2 separate regions of the Cricetulus griseus genome follow, and region 1 is linked to region 2. Evidence: chromatin contacts called from public Hi-C data. All regions are on one chromosome and are shown on one strand. The core of a region is the stretch at or near the end of the contact, and the rest is flanking DNA. Distances in the headings are between cores, read along the strand shown. Region 1 holds the start of Fyb1 (FYN-binding protein 1). Region 2 has its middle 130 kb from the start of Dab2.

What was found. Hi-C and Micro-C count contacts between places; a contact is called where the count stands out from the background.
Region 1: a contact with region 2 is called in a Hi-C map of fibroblasts, with 6 times the contacts expected there. The contact joins the promoter of Fyb1 here to the enhancer-like site in region 2. A contact is called at or near these places in 3 of 8 Hi-C or Micro-C datasets (the CHO-K1 cell line, fibroblasts and liver).

Annotation. Positions count from the first base shown.
Region 1 is chr2:340,308,218-340,313,410 of CriGri-PICRH-1.0, reverse strand. It overlaps Fyb1 (FYN-binding protein 1), which reads right to left and starts at 3,652. Exons shown (of 19, transcript XM_035440592.1): 1 at 3,513-3,652. The coding sequence starts at 3,542.
Region 2 is chr2:340,029,605-340,035,053 of CriGri-PICRH-1.0, reverse strand. No RefSeq gene overlaps it. Among named protein-coding and RNA genes, the nearest start is that of Dab2, 130 kb to the left of the region's middle. Within about 2 kb of position 3,588, at least 2 of the 6 cell types and tissues checked have open chromatin away from gene starts, as enhancers often do.

The DNA.
Region 1 (5,193 bases), core at 2,403-4,902, 280 kb before region 2:
GGTCCTAGATGATAATCTGTGATAAGAAACTACCTTAGGATTTTACAAATTTCACTTAATTTCTTTCTTCATTTGTAATGTTAAAAACAAATGTGAAATCAAGTACTATCCGGAACCCTGCAAAATGAACAAGAGTGGCTGTTTCTCTTCATGGCTTATGACCTTGTAGAGGTCATGCTAGAGATGCCCACTGTCCTCCCAGGAAGATCTGCCCCTAATGAGTTAGTGAACTACAGCCCAATAACCCTCTCTGGCCAGCGGCCTATTTCCAACATCTCTCAAAACAAGAAACTCTTACAGTTTGAAAAGAACTGTAAAATGAACAAACAAAAAAGTTAAAATTAGCCCTTCCCTCTGTGCTCCCCCTCAGTTGTCAAAGAGGATCCTCTTCTTGTTCTTTCTAAGGAAACTGAGAGCTACACTCATAGGACTGATGCCCCTCTATAGACTCCATTGGGGATCTTTACCTTCACAATACATCCAATCAGGGTGGTGTTTTAACACCTCCTGGGTTGTCGCAGTCTGAGAATGGTTTTTGTTTGCATAGTCAATAAGGAAAAGGGAGAATATCTCCATGGTGAGTCTTTCAGGATAACACGTAGCCCTAGCATTTCTTCCTCCATCAAGAAAGACGACACACCACAAAGAGCATGGTTTTTGTTACCTATAATCCTTCTTGAGATAGTCATATCTGAAAGTAGAGTTGAAAAGGATTACTTGTATTAAGTCTTAAAAGGAAACTGGTGGGCTGGGAAAACCCTTGGTGGGTCAAGCATTTGCCATACAATCATGAGAAGTTGAATTGAAATCCTCAGAACTCAGAGATTCTGAGTGTGTGTGTGTGAAGCCAGGTGTGAAGGCACGTATCTGCAATCCTAACATTCCTATGGCAAGCTAGGAAGCTTGTAGTCCTGCAAGCCTGGTGTACCCAGTGCTGAATGGAAAAGAGACCACATTTCAAGCAAGATGAAAGGTGACACCCAACACCAGAGGTGTCCTCACGCATGCCAGGGAATGTGCTCACCTGTGACATACATACATGTCAAACACACACCATACACAAAATAATTTTAGAAAGATACTGATATACTATATACGGTTTTCATTATTTTTGTGGTTACTTCCCAGTGAAATCTTTGATAAGCCACAGGGAAATGTGAGCAATTAGATAAAAATAAAATCACTCAAAGTTTTCTCAAGTCAACATCAGACCTCCCATCTGCCACCCAATCCAAGGTGACACCTAAGTACTTCTGAACATGTTACTAAATGTTCAGGGTTCCCACTCCCACAGGAGTGGTTTTAAGCAAGTGATGACTGTCTGTATCTCTGGGGTAGGAAACTTGAGCCATGATGATCCTGTGCTGCTGTATTATAGACCACAAGTTGGTATAGAAGAGATAGTAAGTTGGGAGGGTGTGTAGTGGAAGTGGGGGAACCTTTTTACTCCCAGCATTATCACTCCCAGGATCAAATGCCTGTTTAGGATATCAGTATCCCTCTTTATTGCCCAGCTAAATTTCACCTCTAACTTGTGCCCATTCCATCTGACCAGGAAAGTGATTACTGTTCACTCCTGTTACCTGTCCATATGCTTGTTTCTCTGTTTCCACATTAGAAGTAGAACTTATTATTGCTATTTCATGCAAATTATTGCTGTTTAATTTTTAGAAATGATAACATTTCTACTCAATTAAAAAATTTAGTTGATATCCTGAGTCTTGAAATAGGTTAACCAACCTGGAAACCAATGGCCAAGGGAGTCATATTTCAAGTGTGGTGATATGGTGCTGGTGACCACACTAGTTCCACTGTGTGTGCATTGAAAGCCTTTACTGATGTATTTGAGAATGCAATCACCTGGCCCAAGATCAATGGGTTCCTCTGTCCCAGGGATCTGAGTGTAGTTTGATAGCACTGCGTTCCCCTCTAATGCTCTGAAAAGACGAGTGTATGGCAGCCCGAGCCACACCCTTCCACCGCCAAGATTAATGTGTAGCAGATGATGTTCAAATGAATGTCTCAGTGAAAGCTCACGACGTCTACGTGCTTGGCTTGTGAGCCAAGTGTGTTCAGATCATAGTTTGTCAAAGAAACATATTCCTCCACTGTGCTTACTCTCTGCTGTGTTTGGCTATAAGATGCCCAGACTCACTGGTAATGAAGATGAAAGTGGGTTATGTGGAAGTGGAGAGCAGACATGGGTTCTGCTGATTTTCTTTGACTTTTGTGGTCATTTCCTCTTCCTTACCTCAAAACTTCTGCATAAAGAGAAACATCATAACTCACACCATGCACGATTGGCTCCTATGTAATGTGTGAAAACAAAACCCCAAACAAAAAACCAGTAGCTCTCCTCTAACATCTTCTGCCTTTTCTTCTAACTTCAGCATTATTTTTATCATCTGTTCTTTATTTTGCTTCTCCAGAAAGCTGGGAAACTTTCTGGGCAGCTTTGGAGTTTAAAGCTTTTAAAGATCTTGGAAATACATTTGCATCAGAGAACAAGACTTAAAACTGAGAGATCGGGAGGGGGGTGGAGAGAGGGCTCAGTGGTTAAGAGCATTGGTTATTCTTCCTGAGGACCTGGGTTTAGTTCTCAGTGCCTACATTGTAGTTCATAATTTGCCTATGGTTGCTCCATTCCAGAGGCTCTTGTTGCCCTCTTCTGGCTTCTATGGGTACTGCACATGGTGTCCTAACACAGGTAGGTGAAATTATATATATATTAATTATATAAATTAATACACACACATATATTATATATATATATATATATATATATATATATATATATATAAAATCTTTAAAGAAAAAAACAACATGGACAGAAAAAAGTTCATGAGACCTCACCCTACACAAAGAACGACAAGTCACTATGGAATGCTGAGAGCAGGAGAAAGTCTTTCCCAGGGAAAACACAAATTGATTATCCAATACCAAATGGTCAACCCTGAGATATATACATATAAGTAGTATTATGCAGACTGAGCAGATTGTATTTATGTATTTAGAAATATAGATAAGTAGCAACAATGGAAAAAAAGAACACCTATGAATCTGAAAGAGAATGAGAGGGGGGCTACATGGGAGGATTAATATCTGACTTATGATCCCCCCCCTTGAACTTTAATTTGTTTTATCTAGAATTTATCTTTTCACAACAAAGCATGCACTGCTTTATAACTATAGCATTTGGTTGGAAATATGAGGAAATACAAAAGATAAAATGTTTAAAATAGAAGATTCAAGAAGCGAAACAATTTTTCTTCATTCTTGATGAATTGTTTTGACCAGTTTTTTTTTTTTTTTTTTTTTTTTTTTTTTTTTGAGTGGGGTAAGGGATCCTGAAGGTCACAGTGGTCACAGGGATGGCTTTCAATAACACCACAATGCTCCCTTCCCTTCCTGCTGGCTCCACCCTTTTGATTTGGTTAGCAAGTTCCCATACCTGGCAGTATGCACCTAGAGGCCCTGTCTGGTTTGGCCCCCTCTCCACCCCCACAGCTCACCGTGTTCCCTGTTAGCCTCTTGTCCTTCATGGGTCCTCATGTCTCCCTTTCCCTGCTGAGGCTCTTATTCCTGACTTTCTCATCAGGTGAACATGTCTGGATAGGTTTTTCTCTCAGTGTCCCAACAGTCACCATTCTCTTACGACATGTGACATAGGCAATCTGCATTAGCCTCCTTTCTCTGACTCACATTCTCACCTCCCATCAGCTTGGCCCAGCCCCTCCCAAAGATCTTTGGAATTTACCACTCCCCTCCCCCACTGCCCCTCTCACTTCCTGTCTGACAATGCCTTAACTTCTTATAGAACTGTTCTTCAAATGGGATCCTTCCCCATAGGACTGTCATCAAGATATTCCTGTGATAAATGAATCATATATTCCTGTGATAAATGCTTAAAGCATTTCATTGGCATTCCAACCCTCAGGATAAAAGTAACCCAACTCCTTCCTCCCCCCTTTTTATTGACCTTATGGCTTTACTCATGCTAGGCAAGCACTTTAGCACTGAACTGTATTCCAAGCCCTCAAAGACAAGTGAGGCTTTCTTTCACTAATTTGGAACACATCTATAGTCACACATGATATCCCTCTTTCCTTATGTCCATACCTGCCTCATTCTGGTCTTCACATGGGTTGCCTGACATCTGTATTTAAGCTCAGCTCATATTTCACCCACATACTCAAGACTCTTTTTCCCCCATTAGAGTACTTGCTACATCACATGGTAATATCTTTGTCTTGGTTTCATTAGACATTGTCATTGGTATGGTTCTTCATTTGTCTGTGTCTTAAGAATAGTAGTCATTGGACTTTATGAGTTACCTCCCTATGAGTTATTGTTCAGAGAGGCCCAAGAACAGTACAGGCTATTACCATGGCTCTTGGCTGCCCACCTCAACTAGATGGTAAGATCCTATTGCTGAAGACACCACTCTTGTTTCAGGACCCAGAGATATAAAAATTAAACTGTCCAGGAAACTCTCCCTGTTGGTCAGCTTTCACACTTCTGAAAGGTGCTTGCTAGGTAGGCTGCTGAGAAGAAAATATATCAATGATCTCATGGAGTGCTGGCCCCTACATGTTTTAATACCAATCCTCCAGGCAAGACATGCTCATTGGTGTAATAGTAATAAAAGATTGTCTGTGGGGGTAACCAACCATTCCCTTGATAGGTCTTGAGGCCTACTCCTCTGAAGGGAATTCATGACTGTACTATAATCATGGTCAAAAGCCATGACTAAAGAAGTAATACACCTAGTATTGATGTGTTTTTTTCTAAATGGTCATGTTATGCTATGGCCATCTAAATATTTATGTTATAGTCATAGCTATGTGCTGCTCCCAATCTTGGCCAGAGAATAGACTTATTGCAGTTGGGCAGTGGTTAATGCCAAGATGTGTTACTGTGCAAAGTGGTGAGAATAAGCTACTGTGAATGCTCAACCACAGACGGAGCATCAATATAAACCCTCCTCTAAGGCTCAGGGAATGAAGGGACTAGCTACCCATTTTGGCAGCCATAACAGGCTTGCCTGACCTTGCCTTGGTCACTAGGAGGTCAGATGCCTGCCTTGTGTGTGACCAGGAACCAATCAGAAGTTAGCTGGTGGTGCTATGCTTTACGGCTCTGGATGTGCTTTACAGACAAGTGCACAGCAATGACATGCAGAGCATAGCAATC
Region 2 (5,449 bases), core at 2,339-4,838:
TACTGTGATTTTATAAATGGAATAAAATGATAAGAATTACAATTGTTAATATGCAGTTGGTAGTTAACCTAAGTAGAAACATGAAGAACACAAGATAAATGTTTTATGCCAAAGCTGTGTGTAAAAATTAATTGATTTTAATGTAGCCGATACTCATGATCCTGTTGAAGTTATTAAAGCAGAGTCTTAGCTGGACATAGTAAAGAATCAGAAGTTCAAAGGCATCCTTAGTTATATAGCAAGTTCAAGGCCAGCCTCAGCTACAGGAGATCCTGTCTCAAAAACAAACAACAGACAAGCATATATATGGATGACAGCAGTCTTAGTGCTTTTTGTGACTTTTGCCATCAATTCCCATTTCTAAAACTGAAAACTGGAACTTCAATCTCTGTATAGGTTATATTTATTTCAAGGCTCATTTATTTTAATGACAGCTATAGCAAAGTGAGTGACTGTTGATGGAACATGATTCATGGAGCCAATATCATTTTTCTATGCAACTAGTAGAAAGAAATAGATGTTAAGACTAGAAATTAACTTGGACTTCCAATATATGGTGTCATTACCCTAAAATAACGCAAATTATTCCCAAAATTAGAATAGGAAAGCTGGGCGTGGTGGTGCATACTTTTAATCTCATCGCTCAGGGAGGCAGGAACAGCAGTATCGAGAATAGCCTGGTATCCAGAGTGAGTTCCAGTACAGCCAGGGCTGTTACGATGAGAAGCCCTGCCTGGAAAAACAAAATAAAACAAACAAAAGAATAAGGAAAAGAAAAGAAACAGGTTATAAATAGTGTCTGTAATGTACAGAATGCTTCCAAAACTCCTTAAACCTTAAATCTCTTTCAGTTGTCAAAATTGTTTCATAATATAACTGATATTTTCTGATGTTTTATACCATGATGATAAAGCAGGCTGTCCTCTGCTGTTCTCCTAAAGAGGAACCGTCAGATTCCTTGTGTACATTCCCAGAAGTAATATAATATTATGCTTAATGGGCTTTTGGTGGTGTTTTAAGCAGAGAGATATGCACTTTTTTCTTCACCTTTTACATTCATTTCGTGAGTTCATCACCACAGCAACCCTATGTCATAATTAAAGTATAGATATTAAATAACTGGCCACACAGCTAATAAGGATTTTTGAACTTGGGTGGGTTTACTCCCCGAGTCAGGCTTCCCCTCCTATCAATTTGTTCCTTTAATTCTTACTAAGCAGTCCTAGAGTAGAGTTGTGAAGAATTTTAGCATAAAAGTGACTAGAAGAAACTCCCTTACTGCTATAGAACAAGACAAACAACAAAACCAAGACACTTTCCCTCAGGGTGATTTCACTACAGATATCACTTACTTGTTCCAAATGACACATCAATTAACTTGAACTCAGATGACACGCCTCCCAGATAACTCTCTCCCCCTCATTACTGTAAATCACAGATAAAACTGTGATTTACACTTACAACCTGTTTGTAAGAGGAGGGGGCCACATAGCAAACATGTTTCTGTGGAGGAATTTTTTAAGTTAGTGTGGTTGTCTCATAGAACATTTGAGAGAAATGAAGTGTTTGGAGGATCCCATAAAAGCATCCGTATGCCATTAGTTGCTTGTGTATAACCTACTCCATTTAGTCTTTGCAAGAATGTATGAGGTCATTATTACCTGGTAGATGGGAAAACTGAGAGTTAAGAAGTCTCTCTAATTTTCCTATGACTGCAGAGAGCAAAGAATACACACCCAGTTTTTTTGGCATTCAGAATCCACACCTATCACTTCAGAGTACTGAAAGATTGCCCTGTTGAATGTGGGACAGGTTGAGATTTGCCATCTTGGATGCAAAGCAGCAGACTGTGGTCTTGGCAAAGGTACCATCTGCTCCTGATCAGTGCAGGGAAGTGGATGCAGAAGACAGTTGGGGGGGGGGTTGAGATGTCTCATTTGATGTCTGGGTTGATGTGTTATTTATCAGGGATATAGTTTGCTGGGAAAAGTGACTGTAAAAGAAAGCAATGAGCTGAATTTGGGATGCATTAAGTTTGAAGTGACATTTCAACATACTGAAAAAGCCAGCTAGAAGGCAATGAAGTCTCAGGAATGAAGTCTGGACTGGACTTAAGAGGACTCAGCGTGTAGATGGGGCGGGAGAGTCTATTAGTGGGTAAGATTGCTCTGGTTGCCAAGATAAGAAGAGCCAGGGACTAAGAGAGTTCTGTGAAATGCCAAAGGGCTAGGGCTTGGAGCAAGAGTGTTGTAAATCAGGTTGTAGAGCAAGTAATCAAGGAGATAGGACATTTAGGACAATCTAGAGTTTCTGAGCACAAAACAGAAAAAAAAATCCTTTCAAACAGAAAACAATGCTTTTGTAATGACAATTCAAAATGATGTGTTGAAAGAGATTACTTGAGAAAAAGTATAGTAGGTCAACTGGAAAAGTAAAAAAAGACAAAATGTTTTATTAGTGGAATTTATAGATGATGTTCTCAAATCACAAACAAACCTAATTTTTACCATAAACAATTTCTCCTCAGACCAAGCTAATTTCTTCCTGTAGCCCAAACAATAAATTCCTACAAAAAGGCAAAACCTTCGAGTAGCTCATTAGGTATGTATCACATTATCATTTGAGATGAGTTACTTGCATGGTTCAAGCACAGTGGATGACACAGAGGGATGCAGCCAGAAGGAGAGACCATGGGTCCTAAGCAAAGACAGGGTAAGAGGGGGCTCACTTAAAAGAAGAAACAATATTAGCAGCCAGACCATAGGAAAGCTAAAGGGTTTAGATGTGACATATACTTCAACAGGAGCACTCTAGAAACTCTCCTGAGAATGAAGTAGGGGAACAAGGAAGAAGCAAGTGCTGGAAGGCCAGTTTGGAAACTTCTGAGTCCAACATTAAAATGAGAGTAGCTTGGCTTGGGCTGTTAGTGGCATATATGGAGAGTAAACAATTCAGACACAGGATAGATTTTAAAGCCAGATTCCATAGAAAGAATATTGGAAGTGAATGAACTGTACATACACACAGTTTTCCTCACTCCCCAGAGTCATTTTTTTTTAATCCTAAGTAAAATTTAGCTGCCTGGGGCTGGAATGGGTGTGTGGATGGACTCAAACCAGCAAGTAGAAATTAAAAAAATGTATGATGAGGACCAAATGGTAGCAGGAAAAAAGGCAAAGATAGGAGCAAAGGCTTTAGTCATGTCTGTGAGTAGACAAGCCAGTAAGAAACTCTACCCATTGCCAAGAAGGACTGACTCCTGGAGAGAGTGAACTTTGACCTGATAGCCCTGCACTCTTCTTCAGTAGATAGATCCCTTTAAAATTAACAATTTCCCCAAACTTGCTGTGTTAGTTGTACTTCAAATACTCATTGATGAAGGAAACACAGAATGATGGCTTTGTTGCTAATCATATGAGTAAATAAGTTGAAGTTAAGAAAATTACTTTGGATACATTTTTTTTGTCATCCCAGCTATTCACAGTGTTTGGTACATATGTAGACAGACACTTCCCTTGAAGCCTTGGAGACGCGTGTACTTCACACAGTTGGGAAAATCTGCTGCTCTGTTTGTTTTCTGTGTAGCCCGGGCACTTGTGCCCTTGCTCCTCCTCTCAGGCGGCTCCTGGTGTCTCACATGTCCTTCAGGGCAGGGTACAATTCTTTCCACAAAGATGTCTCAATCCCCGTTAGACTTCACATCCTCCTTTGGGTCTCAGTTGCCATTTGTTTTTGTACTTTGTACTCAGGTTCTGTTTAAACAGTGATTCATTTTACATCTTGTATTTCTGGACAGCCAAATACCTTATATATGTGTCCTATCCATGTATCTGTAGGTATGTCTTATCTCTTCTGTTACCTAATGTTATTTTAGCATGGGGTTATGTCTCATTTATCTATTTCCCAGGAGTGAACAGTTCGGTACTGTGTGGCTTAAAAATATTTCAGAAACTGGACATATCAAGCTGTGCTTAAGGAAATAGATTTGGGATTAGCAGGCAAAATAAATAAGAAGAAAGAGTTTTGGCTTAAAACTCTTTAAAAAAAAAAGGAAAGACTTTGTAATATTTTGAGATTTCAAAAGAGGAATAAGCTACTATTTAAATAGTGAGTTCAGGATAGCTATAAACAGTCAAGTAATTTTTATCTCAACTAACATCTAAGCACCAAGCAATGTAACAAGTGTGTGACATGCAGTATCATGTACAGTCTTGAGAAAAAAGGCATTTAGCAATCCTGATTTTTCTTACTGTGGCCAGTCACCATTCATGATCACACAGTTTATGTATAAGAATGCATAGATTAGAATTGAACCTTGTATGCTGATGACTAAATCAAGGCATTTAAGACAATTGCTTCACTGTGTAGAAGGGACTCCCACATTAGTTGGATCAGTTTCTGAGGTGACAATGGGTTATAGAGTCCTAGGGAAATGCACAAGATCTAGGTTGTGATCTTTGTGCTTCCTGTGGTTTAGTGGATCTTTCTGATGGAGAGTCAGGAGCTGGTAACTTGAATAAGAGTGAGACAGTCTATAGTGAGACATCTGAGAAAATGCAATTCAGTTTATCCATATCTACCAATATTTATTTCAAAATAATTAACAGGTCTAAGGTTAGAGATACAAAGTTCTTTTGTTGTAGTTTGAGACAGGTCTCATGCAGTTCAAGCTGACCTCAAGCCACTAGATAGCTGAAGATGGCTTTGAATTCTTGGTACTCCTGTCTCTACCTCCCAAGTGCTGGGATTAGTGCCACGTGTCACCATCTCTGACGGAGTTTTATTCCTAATGAGACTAGCATCCAGTGGCATTTGGGGAGCTCAGCAGATCGCTCTTAGTGTGCAGAGAACTTTCTAACTCTCTGAGAATAAGGCAAAAGTCACCCACTCTGCCATTAAGGCTACTATGATCCTCAGCAGGGGCAAAAAACAAACAAACAAAAAAACCAAAAAACTAAGAATTTAATTATCTCCCTCTTTCCTTCATACTTTTTAAATCTGTACATATTCTACACAATTTCTGGGTTAGAAGAATGGATGGAGAAAATGTGGTGCATTTACACAATAGAGTACTACTTAGAGGGAGAACAAAACAAACAAACAATGGAATCTTGAAATTCGCAGGCAAATAGATGGAACTAGAAGAAACCATCCTGAGTGAGGTAACCCGGTCACAAAAAGACAAAAATGGTATGTACTCACTCAAATATGGATTTTAGATCTAGAGCAAAGAAGTAGCAGTCTACAATCTATACAGCCAGAGAAGCTAGGAAACAAGGAGGACCCTAAGAGAGACATACATGGTCCCCCGGAGAAAGGGAAAGGGACAAGATGTCCTAAGCTAATGGGGAGCATGGCAGGAGGGGAGAGGGAGTTAGAAGAATGAGAAGGGGACCAGAGGAGGGGAGAGGAGGACATGAGGGAACAGGAAGATCTAGTCAGGGGAAGA